Regions from separate parts of the Hordeum vulgare genome. Here region 2 is linked to region 1. A link is a contact called in public Hi-C data. All regions are on one chromosome and are shown on one strand. The core of a region is the stretch at or near the end of the contact, and the rest is flanking DNA. Distances in the headings are between cores, read along the strand shown.

Evidence for each region. Hi-C and Micro-C count contacts between places; a contact is called where the count stands out from the background.
Region 2: a Hi-C map of leaf shows a contact between it and region 1, with 6 times the contacts expected there. The contact joins the promoter of LOC123412896 here to the enhancer-like site in region 1. A contact is called at or near these places in 2 of 6 Hi-C or Micro-C datasets (leaf and seedling) and 1 of 1 datasets of contacts at active chromatin or transcription factors (embryo).

The regions. Positions count from the first base shown.
Region 1 is chr7H:406,064,443-406,070,974 of MorexV3_pseudomolecules_assembly, forward strand. No RefSeq gene overlaps it. Among protein-coding and RNA genes, the nearest start is that of LOC123412143, 180 kb to the left of the region's middle. Within about 2 kb of position 4,144, at least 2 of the 3 cell types and tissues checked have open chromatin away from gene starts, as enhancers often do. A contact at or near this core is called in leaf, where this site is marked.
Region 2 is chr7H:406,307,638-406,314,169 of MorexV3_pseudomolecules_assembly, forward strand. It overlaps LOC123412896 (BTB/POZ domain-containing protein At1g30440-like), which reads left to right and starts at 2,760. Exons shown (of 4, transcript XM_045105856.1): 1 at 2,760-3,432; 2 at 5,764-5,833; 3 at 6,265-6,532. The coding sequence starts at 3,374.

The DNA of each region.
Region 1 (6,532 bases), core at 2,894-5,393:
AGGGTTTGCAATATGTTCATGATTCGCTTATAGTGGGTGGCGAGAGTGACAGAAACTTACACCCGAGTAAGGGAGTTGTGCGCGTATGGGAGTAAAGAGGACTTTATGTTTAATGCTATGGTTGGGTTTACCTTAATGATTTCGAGTAGTTGTGGATGCTTGCTAGAGGTCCAATCATAAGTGCATATGATCCAAGTATGGAAAGTGTGTTAGCGTATGCCTCTCCCTCATTGCACATAATAAGTATCTAACATGTTATATTCAATTGCCTATGGACAATCTATCTCTTGCGTTACACAAAAGCTTTTAACTAAACAACCCCTAACTTTCATTTACTTGCTCTTTATTTTTCCGCAAAATAGTTTCATACTTGTTCTAGGTAAAGTAAGCGTTTGCATGCGTAGAGTTGTATCGGTGGTCGATAGAACTTGAGAGAATATTAATTTTACCTTTAGCTGCTCGTTGGGTTCGACACTCTTACTTATCGAAAAATGCTACAAATGATCCCTTACACTTGTGCATTATCAGTTACCGACATGTCACACTTGCGTGTATGATATTAGTCACATGTTGGGTGTCTCCAATATGCGCTTCTATCCTTAGAGAGGCTTGCAAAGGCTTTGTTCGGGCTAGGACCACATGTATGGTGTTACAAGTGGGATATTTTGTCATGCCCGCCACTGCTTGCTTTCATCGCGCCAGGAAATTCGAAAGTGTTTATGAGTGGAGGGTCACTATTTGTGCTCGCTACTTCTATCGTAATTCTAGTGGTGGGTTTTATTTTCATTCGCCACTGCTACATTTCCAAAATAGAAGTGGCGTATTTGTGTCCATGCCGCCACTCATTTAAGGCCCCCTATAAGCCTTTTTCGTAGTAGTGTCACGGTGCCCTTGAGGATAATCAATCTCGAATAGGTCCCATCTCGCATCCTGCATATTCTTGGCTGGGGTGCGGTAGGTCCATAGACCAAATTCAATGTGGTTCTTCATAGCTTCTCCCATCTACCTGCTCTTCATGGCCACGATGGCATTGGTTGTAGTCGGTATGGTCTTTCCAATAGCGTTGATTTTCTCCTCGGCGTTCGCAACCTCGGTTGCTCTGCGCACCAGACATTGCTTTTCCTTGGACATTTTGCCTATGGCTGAAAAGAGCTTCAGTCAGGATGCATTGTGTATCGGATTGCCTAACTATTTGTCAAGAGCCTCGATCTCTCCATCACTAAGTCCTACCCGGGCAGTTTCCTGGCTTTCCATGAAGCTAAAATCTAGCGTGTCGAGCATGTAACACTCCTAGACCTAGGTCTCCTACCATGGGCATAAAGGTGTCATGGCTGGTAGTTCGACGTTCGTAGACTCACCCATCTCGTTGTTCTAGTATTCAAGCTATTTGGTTCGACCTTTGAGGGTGTGAATGAGGTCTTCAATGTTGGCGATCAAGAGGGTGGTGGGTGGGTCAATTTTTTGACCTACTCCTCCTGGGTTTGGTATGGCGCCAATCCTTAGAGAATCAACTCCACATGTGAATCTGCGACTTACTTCAGATTGTTGAATCTGATGATCTAACCTGGAGTGTGGTTCTCGACTTAGCTGATCTAGGCGCTTGAGCCAGCGACAAGCGTGACAACGCCGAAGACTAACATGTGACTCGACGCGTAGATTACGTCTGCCAGCATCCATCGAAGATCCCATCACACCTCTGCATTCACCTCGCGGCCTTGCATGGGCCACCACTATTAGAGATGATTTCGGCAGATGTGTCGTAGAGTATCATGGCGTGGCGATTAGGTCAGGGGGAAACATGAGACGATTTTACTCATGTCTAGGCCCTCCGATATAGGTAATATCCTACTCATGTTTTGTTTATATTTTTATCGAAGTGTACAAAGTACATGTATAAACTGAAGGATGGTATGATGATCTAACGACTAGGTCGGCCCCAACTTATATAAGATATTGGAGCCCCTGGGATTACACAACCTAACTAGTTGATTATGTCGGTGAAGGGGAGTCCCCGACGGCTCTGTCTTCCTTGCCTTGAATGACAAGGCTTCTAGAGTCTTCTCATACAAGGCCCATGGGCTAAACTGATGGTCGAGGGCGAACCCGATCTAGGGGGCTTTGGGCCTGCCTACTTGGGACAATAATCAATAGGATGTGGCACAATTTGTTAACGTTTTGTGGCTTTCTGCGGTACTCGATGCAACAGTAATGATTTTTGGCAATTTAGTAGAAAAACACAGACAAATGGAAAAGAAAGCATGAAACTAGATTAATGCGCGGGTTAGAGCAACTCTAATGCGTGATCCCAAATTGGTTGGCTTTGTCCATTTGGGCCCAAACGGACAGACGAGTCGGCCCAACGCGCGGCTTCATGCAAAAAATATGTGTGTTTCTAGTCCGGTTTGCCCCATTGTGGGCGCAAACTTGGTTTCGCTTTGCGCTCGGACGGATTGAGAACGAAAGGGAATGCAGCCTCTTGGCGTCCGCCTCGGGCATGTGTGTCGGCCATCCAACAATCACGCACCTAACCCAGTAAGCGGACACGGATGGGAGGACCAGCATGGTATCCAACCACACGCCCTGCCCACGTCCTTTTCTATGGCTAAGCCATGGACTTCCACCTCCCCATCCATTTCCACTTCCCTACCATCTTTATTGATCCCTCCACCGTAGACACCAAACCCTAGCTTAGCGTCACTGCCACCTCTCTCCCCACCGGCCATGGGGTTCTCGAAGTGGCACCCCAACAAGAAGACCAAGCACGAGCATGAGGCGGGGTCATGATCTGCCTAGTCTGGAAGTGCGACAAACCACTCCACCTCGCCGGTATCCTTCTCCATATCCCCTACGACGACCGCGCCAAACTTTCGACCCTACGTCAAGGTCGCCATCTACCGTCGGTACTGGGAGACCGGCACCCCGATGCCATGGTCAGATGCCCACCTCCTCAATGGGTGTGATCGGATCGTTGATCGGGTGCCCATTCCTCCTGTCCCGGTGAGCGGTCGTGCTCACCTCCAGGAGATTGCCAATCGTCGCGCTCGGATTCCATGACAGCACCTTGCCGATCGCAGATACGACGTTGACTCGCCCATATGGGACACATGGTTCCACGACGAGCACGACATGAGTTGGCAAACCTTTTTTGTCGGTCGTGGTCGTAGCCCGCCCCGTGTGCCTCGTGTGTGCACACCAAGCCCGCCCAGAGCGCGCAGCCGCATGCGGGTGCGCGGCCAAACGCTAACGCCCTCTCCCTCTTCATCGTCGTTGCCCCCGCAGCCTCCTGCCATGATGGCCGAGGAGGAGGAGCGGCTCGTGCAGGCCGTCATGGAGGACTCCGAGCGAGAGTACAAGTGCCACGAGGAGGAGGAATGGGAGGGCCTGCAGAAGATGCCCAAGATGTCAGCCGCCGAAGACGTCTATGTGCCGGAGTTGGACGTGAAGCAGGAGGTGAAGATGGAGGTGAAGGAGGCCACGGAGGAGCATGCATGGGCGTCGTCGTCACCGCCACCACCACTACTTTTGTTGCCGTCGTCGCCGCTACAGCCTGCACATCACGCGCTCGACCCATTCTGGAGGCCACCGCCCCATCACATCAACCTGACAAGCGACGACGAGGATGGTGGCACGTGAAGACGGCGACGACGACAATTTGGTCAGTTACGAAGGCTTTTGTGGCATGCGGGGTGGCCACATTATCTTCTTTTTTACGTTTTTAAATTATATCTTAAATATTGTGGGTGGGTCGCGACTATGATGGACTTTTAAATTACCTTATTTATGTTTTAACCTATTGTGAAATGTTTTTTTTATATTTTCAATGCCTTTTTGATGTGTTTTTTTAAGTCAAATACAGACAAGCTGGGGATGTGATTGGGTGCCCCGACCCACGGATGATCTGAACCGGATATTAACATTCATTTTACCTTCCTAAACGAATCGAATCCGGATCAAATGGACGTGCTTTTGGCATCACGCGTTGAAATTGTTCTTAATAAAAAAAAGCATGTCCTGCGTGTCTCGGAATCTTTCATGCCTTAGACACTAGGTGAAAGGGTGCATGGATTGAAGGAAGCATGGTATGGTGCTAATCATGCGCGGCTGCCCTCGCAGAATCCACAACCTTTTGCGTTGCCACAAGACATGCAAAAGTGATCAACAGTGCGCCTAGTGTCTAGTGCTACCCCTACGGTCCTACGGTTTAGTAGTATAGTAGTTTCTGTTTCTGCAAATTCCGTGGTTTGCCCATCGAACATGGAAATAAAATCAGAAATAAAAATACGTAACATTTAAAAATGGAACATGGAATGTTTAGGCCCTGCTCTGCGACGTGATTCCAGTTGTTTCTGGATGGAAGTGCCAATCTCCCCAAAATCTCTCGGTTTGTCCCCAGTTGCACCGCACGTCGGTGATCTCAATCATCTCCACCAGACCTTTCGGTCTCGAACATGCAAGAACTTGTCGACAGACATTGAAACCTATGGATTCTTGCGGGTGTGCGTTTAGGACTTACGAGTGGCCACATTTCCTGCTGTGATTGTGGACCACGCGGAGGGAAAAGGCCAAAAACGCAGTAGCCAACGGTTGATATTTATAGTGTAATAATAAGAAACACGCCTATTACCATTTCGTCCCCTCCCATTTTCTGTCCAAAGATCTTCTCCCGTTATCTTTGGCTTGGCTGTCCGTGAGTTTGGACATTGGAGGAGAGGGACAGACAGAATGAAAATCAAGAGCCTATCAAGCAACTAACGGAAATGAAAAAATAGTTGTCCGCTTGTTCGCACACGAACACGTCATCGTGTACCCTCGATGCCGGGGTGATGCACCGCAGCTTACGTCAAAGATACCCGTCCAAAAACGCGGCACGCACGCAATCCGGAGGGTGCTTTTGTAAGCCCGAAACCCCACACGTTCGGAAAGGACCCCGTGTGGGCGCACAGCGGCTATGGGCTGCCCTAGGTCGATCTGACCACCCCTAGGGCCTTATGGATCGCTGCCCTTAAAAAAATGATCGAAGAACGAGAAAGAAAGTACAAGGGTAGGAGATAAAATTAGATGAACACGAAAACTAGTAGATAGATTGGTTCGATTGTGTTCTTTCAATCAGCCATCATCTTTAATATAAATAAGAGGCAACTCAATTTCCAGTACAAGCAAAGGATTCATATAGGCTTTTGTCACAAGAAAATTATAACAAACTACGTCGTCGAGTCCTAATTATGGTCTAACTCGGATTCGACACGAATCTGGCACAAACTCGTGTCTTGCTCCTTGTGTCTATCATAGAATCGCATACAACCTTCGATTGAGACGATTTATATATCAAAATCGATCCGATCGACGAGACAAAACTTTTTTGTGTTTTATGTTTTTCCATTAGAGGCCGTCTTGAAGGCCGAACAGCCCGCGCGACCAAGCAGACAGTTGTCTGATCTCTCGCGCCACATTTCGCCCCGTGATAGGGTCGTACTTCGATGGCTCTAACTTTTGCATACGATTTTGGATTGGGATAATTTTTATATCAAAACCGATCGTTTTGACGAGACAAAGACAATCTGTATCGAACATTTTTTCAGATGAGGTCATCTTGATGGCTTAATCGTCCGAACAGTACTGAAACCTCAACACTTTGAGCACAGTTTCAGCCTTCGAGATGAGACCGGACAATGACGGGCCAAACTTCAAAAATGTTCATGTCAACACTACGACCTTTTTTATGTAGATGGCTTCTTTATTTGAATCCATCTTAATAATGTTTTCTTCCATGTCAGAATCTGGTGTCAACACATGCCCCCCCTGTTTTTCGGCAAAGCTTGTATGCCGAAAAATAATCTGCAATGTATTTGTTCTAAGGTCGATGTCAACACTCCATCGGCCGTTTATTCTTATCAGGGCGATAGTCATGTATTGGTCATGTTTGTACTGAGGGTGATAATCATATATCGGCCATTGCTTATTTAGGTTTCTTGCCACACACTAGGGTGGTATTTTTTCAGATATTTGCCATTGAGAGATTGAGGTAACATTGTCCCTTGAATGGATTCCATGAAATATGAGTTTCCGCGAACTACTCTCGTAATTTTATAAGGACCTTTCCATGTTGGAGACCACTTCCTGAATTTCCTATCTCTTGAACCAATCGGTAGGATCACTTTCCACACGAGATCGACAATTTGGAAATTCTTCAACTTGACCTTTTTATTATAAGCTCTTGCCACTCTCAACTAGTCTCTCCCTATGGCCTTTAAAGCAACCAAACGTTTATCGGCAACTTCATCAATATTGTCCATCATCAAGTTATAAAAGTCTACTGCCAATAAGTCATTATGTTTGGCTATTCTCAAAGCACTCGAATTCACTTCCACTGGCAAAACGGCCTCTTGACCATATACTAGCTCATAAGGGGTTACCTTTCTAGCACCGTGCTTCGAGATTCTATGAGCCCATAAAGCTTTGGACAACAAGTCATTCCATTTCCTTGGATTATCCTCAATCTTCTTCTTGATGAGCTTGATTAATATGTTATTGC
Region 2 (6,532 bases), core at 1,510-4,009, 240 kb after region 1:
CAAATATGTGATGTCATGCTTGATTTTTTCTGTGAACTTGTCAGACAAGTATGTTTATAAGGGAATTGGTTAACCCTGACAGTACTTTCATCAGGTTGCAGTCTAGCAGATATGTACCACTTGCAAGCCCTCTTACCACTACCATCAAAACCTCTGCACTTAGCATAAAACTTCTTTCTATCAGTCGAAAATGTCTTGGCATCAAACTGATGTCTGACTGCATAAGTCTTGAAAGACAACCTGAACTCATCCATGTTTGGCCACAACTTCCCCACTCGAATGACAGGGTTTTCCTTGTCATACACATGCACCAGCTCTTCATCATGTGTATCATCTACATCATCTGCAGCATCCTCCATCAACTGTTCATCTACATCTTCACTCAATTCTCTGTCATCATTATCACTAGTATTAGCTTCATCCCTCTCCTCCTCATCTCTGTCATCGACTGGAATGCCAAATAGTTTGGCCATCTCAGTGTCAGCAATTGGTGCAATGACCAAATCAGTAGGCTCCTCCAACTCAAATGCATTCCAATCAACAACATCAACATTTCCCTCTTCTGCATCCGCATTAGCCCCATCGGCTATTACTGTCAGATCAATAATAATGGGAACGATATGCCTCTGTGAAGCCCAATCATCATCTGCCTTCTGCATAGCCAAGTGTGACGGCACATAACCCACCTTCGAGTCAATATTCAGATCAACGAGCTCAGCAAAAAATTCAGCCCTGAGGCTTGCCCAGCCCTCTTGCCTATCGATTTCATCAACAATATCTTCACCATCTTCAATTCTGACATACTCTCCTTTGAAATCATCATACTGCAATAGTGAAACCTCTTGCTCTGGACCCCAAAGCACAGTTTCCCCAATTTTCTCCACCAATTTCCTCACTGCCTTCTCTTCCATCGATTGTAGCTCATTGGGATCAATCTCTGCACAATCAACCTCCCATTTCACAATTGTGTCTCTCTGGATGTTCTGAATGCTACCATCAACTAATTTTGTCGTTGATGGAAAGAAATTGATTGCAAATTCGAAGGTTTCAACAGCATCCCCTCTGTTATAGGCGGGCAGTGTGAGACGAGCAAAGAAGCCTTAAATCGCATTGACAAATGGGCGGGAGGGAGGCGCATTACCTATTTGAAGCTGAATCTGGCGGCTCCTTCTCGACCTGACCACGGGCTCCTCTCACCACGCCGCCCCCTCTCACCTTCTATCGATTTCAACAAGCAAAACAGAGAGCTTAGATCTACAAACAAGCGGAGGGGATTGGGACTAGAGTATCGAATTCACTCACCACCATGGTCGCCGCCACCAAAAGGGGGCTCCGCCGCCGCCGAGAAAGAGGGCTCCGCCGCCGCCGCCGCCGCCGCGGGAGCTGAAGAATGGAGCGCGGGCAGTTTCGAACAGTTCAGGTCGGGCAGTTTGACGGGATGTGGTGCTAATTAATTTGGGGGCAAATTAGTTAGGACATGTCTTAACGCAAATTGGACTAGTTGACTAAGGTTTTAACGCATATGTGGCCGTGAGCTATTTTCTTCCTTTAAACCGTCGCACGAGAGCTATTATGTCGAAAAACGTCACACTCCTTCCAATTCGATGGAAAGAAGTCGCACCTGAGCTATTGTCCCTCACCGGTGCAGACGTCCTCTATTGCAGGCAGGGGATGTTGTTGCGCGTGGGTTGTTTGATCCTCTTTCCCCGCTTTGCAAGGAGGCGGTTGCGCCAGCTGCGGTGCCGCGACTGCATCGCCAAGACTTGCCACGCGGTGCTCTAGATCCGGCCACCAAGCCAGCAGCTCGTCGAAGGCCAACATGTTGGGATCCATGGCTTCCAACCATGAAAGACCTTGACGCAAGCTTCTGGTCTCGACGAGATGTGCCAGCACGAACGGATTGGGATGGACAATTGGTCTCTAATACCAGATGTTAGAGTAGCGATGGAAGGTAGTGGCAATTCGATCTATTCACTCTCTAAAGTAGTAGCAATATAGACCGATCACACGAATTTGGAGAAGCTGGGAATCGAGGGAGGCTAACTAGAACACAAGAACTAGGGTTGCCGCCGCATGGGTGTTGCCTCATTCACTAGATGATCGACCCGTCGTGGTAGCTGGCTTAAGTAGTAGATTGGACCGTGCTGGCCCATTCTTGGCCCGTGTAGCGTGTGCTGGGCCGCCTGACTCATCCGGTCCGTGGCTTGTCTTGTTCTCCCTGGCTGACAGGTAGGGTAGGGGTGTCGGAGGCTCACACACAAAGGATCCAATCGATGGTAACCTTTGGTGAATCTGCTCAGATCCGGTCTTCATTTGTCTATGTCCGTGTGTCTTGAGGTTGGATCCGTCCGATCTATGTGTCTCTTCATCGAGGTGGTTGATGTTCTAGTGCGTTGGTCCTATGAAGTCTTAGCACGACGACTTCCTTATTGTCTACTCCAACAAGTTTTGCACGAATCTGACGATGAAGGGGCAATAACAGCGACGCATATTCGGTTCGATTCAGTTCTTGTAGTCGTCGTTAGATGATCTATAAAATTGAATATAGTGTTTACTACTTTTCGGGCTCGTTGTAGTGGTACGATTGACTGACGATGAATAGATTGGTCCCTAAAAAAGATAGAAATACTATAATGCAGCCAAAGTGGATTCTGGGCCTGCCGGCTCTGGGCCCACAGCCTGGCTGCCTTCCTCTCCTTCCTTCCCGTTGGGTGTCCTTTTCTCCATAGGAAGCTGTGAAGCCCACCCAAATCCGCACCACAGCAGTGGTACTAGTAGTCCAAGTCCAGTACACCCAGCCAAAGAAGAGAATGTTCTTGGATCCCCTTCCCTGCCTGCCACAACATTCCTACTCCCCCACCCTCCTCCTCCTCATCATAAACAAACAAACCAACAAACCTTCCTCCCCCTCCTCCGGCGGCACCACTGGTCATCCACCTCTCTTCCTCACCTTCTTCTTCCCGGACCTTCGTCGAGTCGGGATCTTGGGCGGGACAATCCATCGCGGCGGGTGGGTTTAGGCGTCACAATTATCCAAAGGTCCGGCCGGCCCTTCTTTTCCACGTCTCCAGAGGTCGCCGGAACCTCTCCTTCCCTCTCCTCTTCACTGGCGGGTCTGCAATCTCGTGTCGGCTCTCCGCGTAGTCTGGACGCTCCTCGCCTTCCACATCGTCTCGGGGGATTTTGGGCTAGATTGAGGTTTTGCGTGCGTGCGTGGGGAAAGTGGCTTCCTTTTCTTTTCTTTTCCTCAGTTTCTCGAGGATTTGGTTCCAGTGTGTGCGGGGGGCCGGCGGAATCTCTCTGCCTTTGATCCCAAGCAACCGGCTGCCTCGTTCATGTAGTGCAGCATCCATAGGAACCTGGGACTACTAACATGGCCTGCCTCAAGCTGGGATCAAGGGCTGATGTGTTCAGGAAGCAGGGCCAAGACTGGTATGAACAGCTTCTCTCTTTCTCTCTTCATTCCCCCCAACATGATCCTCTGACATGTCTAACCTGCACAGTTACACAGTTCCTCATGGTTGCAGATGACAATTTTAACATCTTATTAGAGTTGCTACACCTTTTAATCCGTGCAATGTTTTCATTACTTGCTCAGTTTGCTGCCATAACTGACACTGTAGGAAATGTGCCATTAGTACTTTCAGAAAGTGGGAAAATAATTGAATAGGTGACATGTGTGTGTACTAGAAGCTCCCATGCGGCCATGGCCCAACCTCTTCCTGTTGGCTTCATCTGTGGTACTGATTATAATATGCTAACCAACTCCTTCTGGATGGAAGGCTCTAATCAAAACATCGAGCCCAGGCCAGCTAGGAAAACTACAAACGTTTTTGTTTTTAAGCCGACGCAACTCTCTGGGAGGACTCCCTACCAGTTATCCAAAGACAGCCTGTTAATCAATATCATTATGCTAAGACTGTCACTTCGATGCATTCGATGCGCATACCGTGTTGGAGGACTTCATCTGTTCGTGGAAAAAATGGAACCTACCTTTTATAGTACCATTTTTGGGTGTTATTGAGATCAAGGCAGTGGTGGGTAAATAGATGGTCACCGTGCAGAATGCTTGTCCTGGATTAGCATTTATTGCCCCCTTCCTTGAGAAATATCACCTGACTTTTGTTCCCGGTCGTTCTTATGTTCGGTACTTGTTGGAGCTGCACATGTTGAGCACTAAATGTGCCATATTGATTGCTCCAAATTCTGTTCTCTCATCACAATCACGCTGAGCATTACTCCGTCAGATACCAGTCCTGCAATATAAACTGCTACAAATCTGAACCTTGAGATTCTTTTTTTTTGTTACGGTTAGAAGGCTTATAGCTAATCTCTTATGTGGTCTCTTGTATCCTATTTAAGTGTAATCTTTTTTTAGAACCATCTTTATTGGGCACATCACTTGATCAACACTTCTAAATACATCTAAATTGTATTTAGAAGAGAGAGAAGCAATTGTGACATATGAACTTGATTATTATTTTCAATTCTGACCATGGATATTTTAAGTACATGTTCTCTGTGCATACAAAGTCTAGAAGTTGGGAAGTCAAGCACGTTAATATGTCTTGAAGCTGGTCGTGATCAACGTTCAAGATATCGGTAACTAGTGTTACAGTATATGTGGATTGCACTAGCCCTTTTCATCAGTTCGAACTTTTGGTTGCGTTGGCTAGTGCATGAAGCTTAACATGGTATCAGAGCTAAGGTCTTGAGTTCAAGCCCTGGCTTTCGCAATTTATTAAAAATTGCTGGTGGCCCCCTCTTTGTGTCCACGTAGAGGCCTCTTGAGTCATACATGAGTTTCGCGCGCCGTCGCTCTCTTCCGGTTGCACGTGTTGACTTGTCTTCCCTGTCACACGTGAGAGGGGGTGTTACAGTATATGTGGATTGCACTAGCCCTTTTCATCAGTTCGGACTTTTGGTTGCGTTGGCTAGTGCATGAAGCTTAACAACTAGTACCATATTGGTCGGGTGCCAAGTAGGGATAAATAGGTAAATTTTCCAGTTAATCGGCTATTCGGTGACCCACTGAGTAGCGATTAACTGACCGAGATGCCAATTAACTAGCTGATATTTGGAACACATGGCCTTTTCTCCCTAAATTTTTCCATCTTAATGAGACCAGCTTGGGCTAATGTAGAATGTTGATATTCTTCAGCTGGATTATGTAGTGCATTAAGTTTAGTTCACTCCATCGATGAGCTCAAAGAGCACCAAATGATACCATGTTTTTCCAAGAAGCAAAAATGCTGGAACATGAAGGAGCAATTACATGTTGAAATAGTAGAAAAGAAATAGGGATAGATATGGAAGGTAGTGAGCTTGTACATCTTGTGTTGCTACCTTGAACTCATGTTCAACTTTAGAATAGCTGAATAGATGGCCGAACTAGAAGCAGCTCATTCAAACTCTGCATGATTGTGTATAACAAACTAAAATTATCTGAATATTATCTCATGTGGTTTGGCTGGAATAAGTTTACCACTTATATTCATGTACTTCTGCATGTTCTACAGTTATACTCCCTCCGTTCCTAAATATAAGTTTTTCTAGAGTTTTCACTAAAAGACTATATACGGATGTATATAGACATACTTTAGAGTAAAGATTCACTCATTTTGTTCCGTATGTAGTTTCCTAGTGAAATCTCTAAAAAGACTTATATTTAGGAACGGAGGGAGTAGCTGTGTAAGCACACTATTTTATATAAACTAAATTGTTTGAAAGAAAATTACTAATGGAAATATGTTTGTTATGTAGGTATTGCACTACTGGCCTTCCCAGTGATATAACTGTGGTAGTTGGGGAACAATCTTTTCATCTGCACAAGGTAAAAAATTCACTAATAAGTTCACTAAGGCATTCATGTGTTTTTTCACACAATATTTTGTTAGCATTGTACAATTTTTGACATGGGAGGAGTCCGTTAAGAGAGACCTGAAGGTTTGGAATATCGACAAAGACTTAGCCATGGACAGGGGTGCGTGGAAGTTAGCTATCCACGTTCTAGAGCCATGACTTGGTTTCGAGATCTTATGGGTTTCAACTCTAGCCTACCCCAACTTGTTTGGGACTGAAAGGCTTGGTTGTTGTTGTTGTTGTTGTTGTTGTATTGTACAATTTTTACTTTGATTTTGGGCAACTTCTAGTACCAATATGTGCATACTGCATACTACTGTGTTATTTAGAGGCAAAAAAAAGCTGTACATATCTGTGGAGAATGAAGTAAATTACCTTGTAACAATGATATATGTTTTACAGTTTCCTCTATTATCGAAGAGTGGCCTTCTGGAACGTCTCATCAGAGAGAAAATTGAGAAGGGAGAAGATAGCTGTGCCATTGATCTATCTGATATTCCTAGGGGAGCAAAGGCTTTTGAACTAGCTGCTAGGTTCTGCTATGGTGTGAAGTTTGAATTGACTGCCTCCAATGTCGTGCACCTTCGCTGCGCTTCTGAGTATCTCGAGATGACTGAAGAGATCGCCGAGGGAAATTTGATTGCGCAGACAGAGAACTTCCTTACTCAAA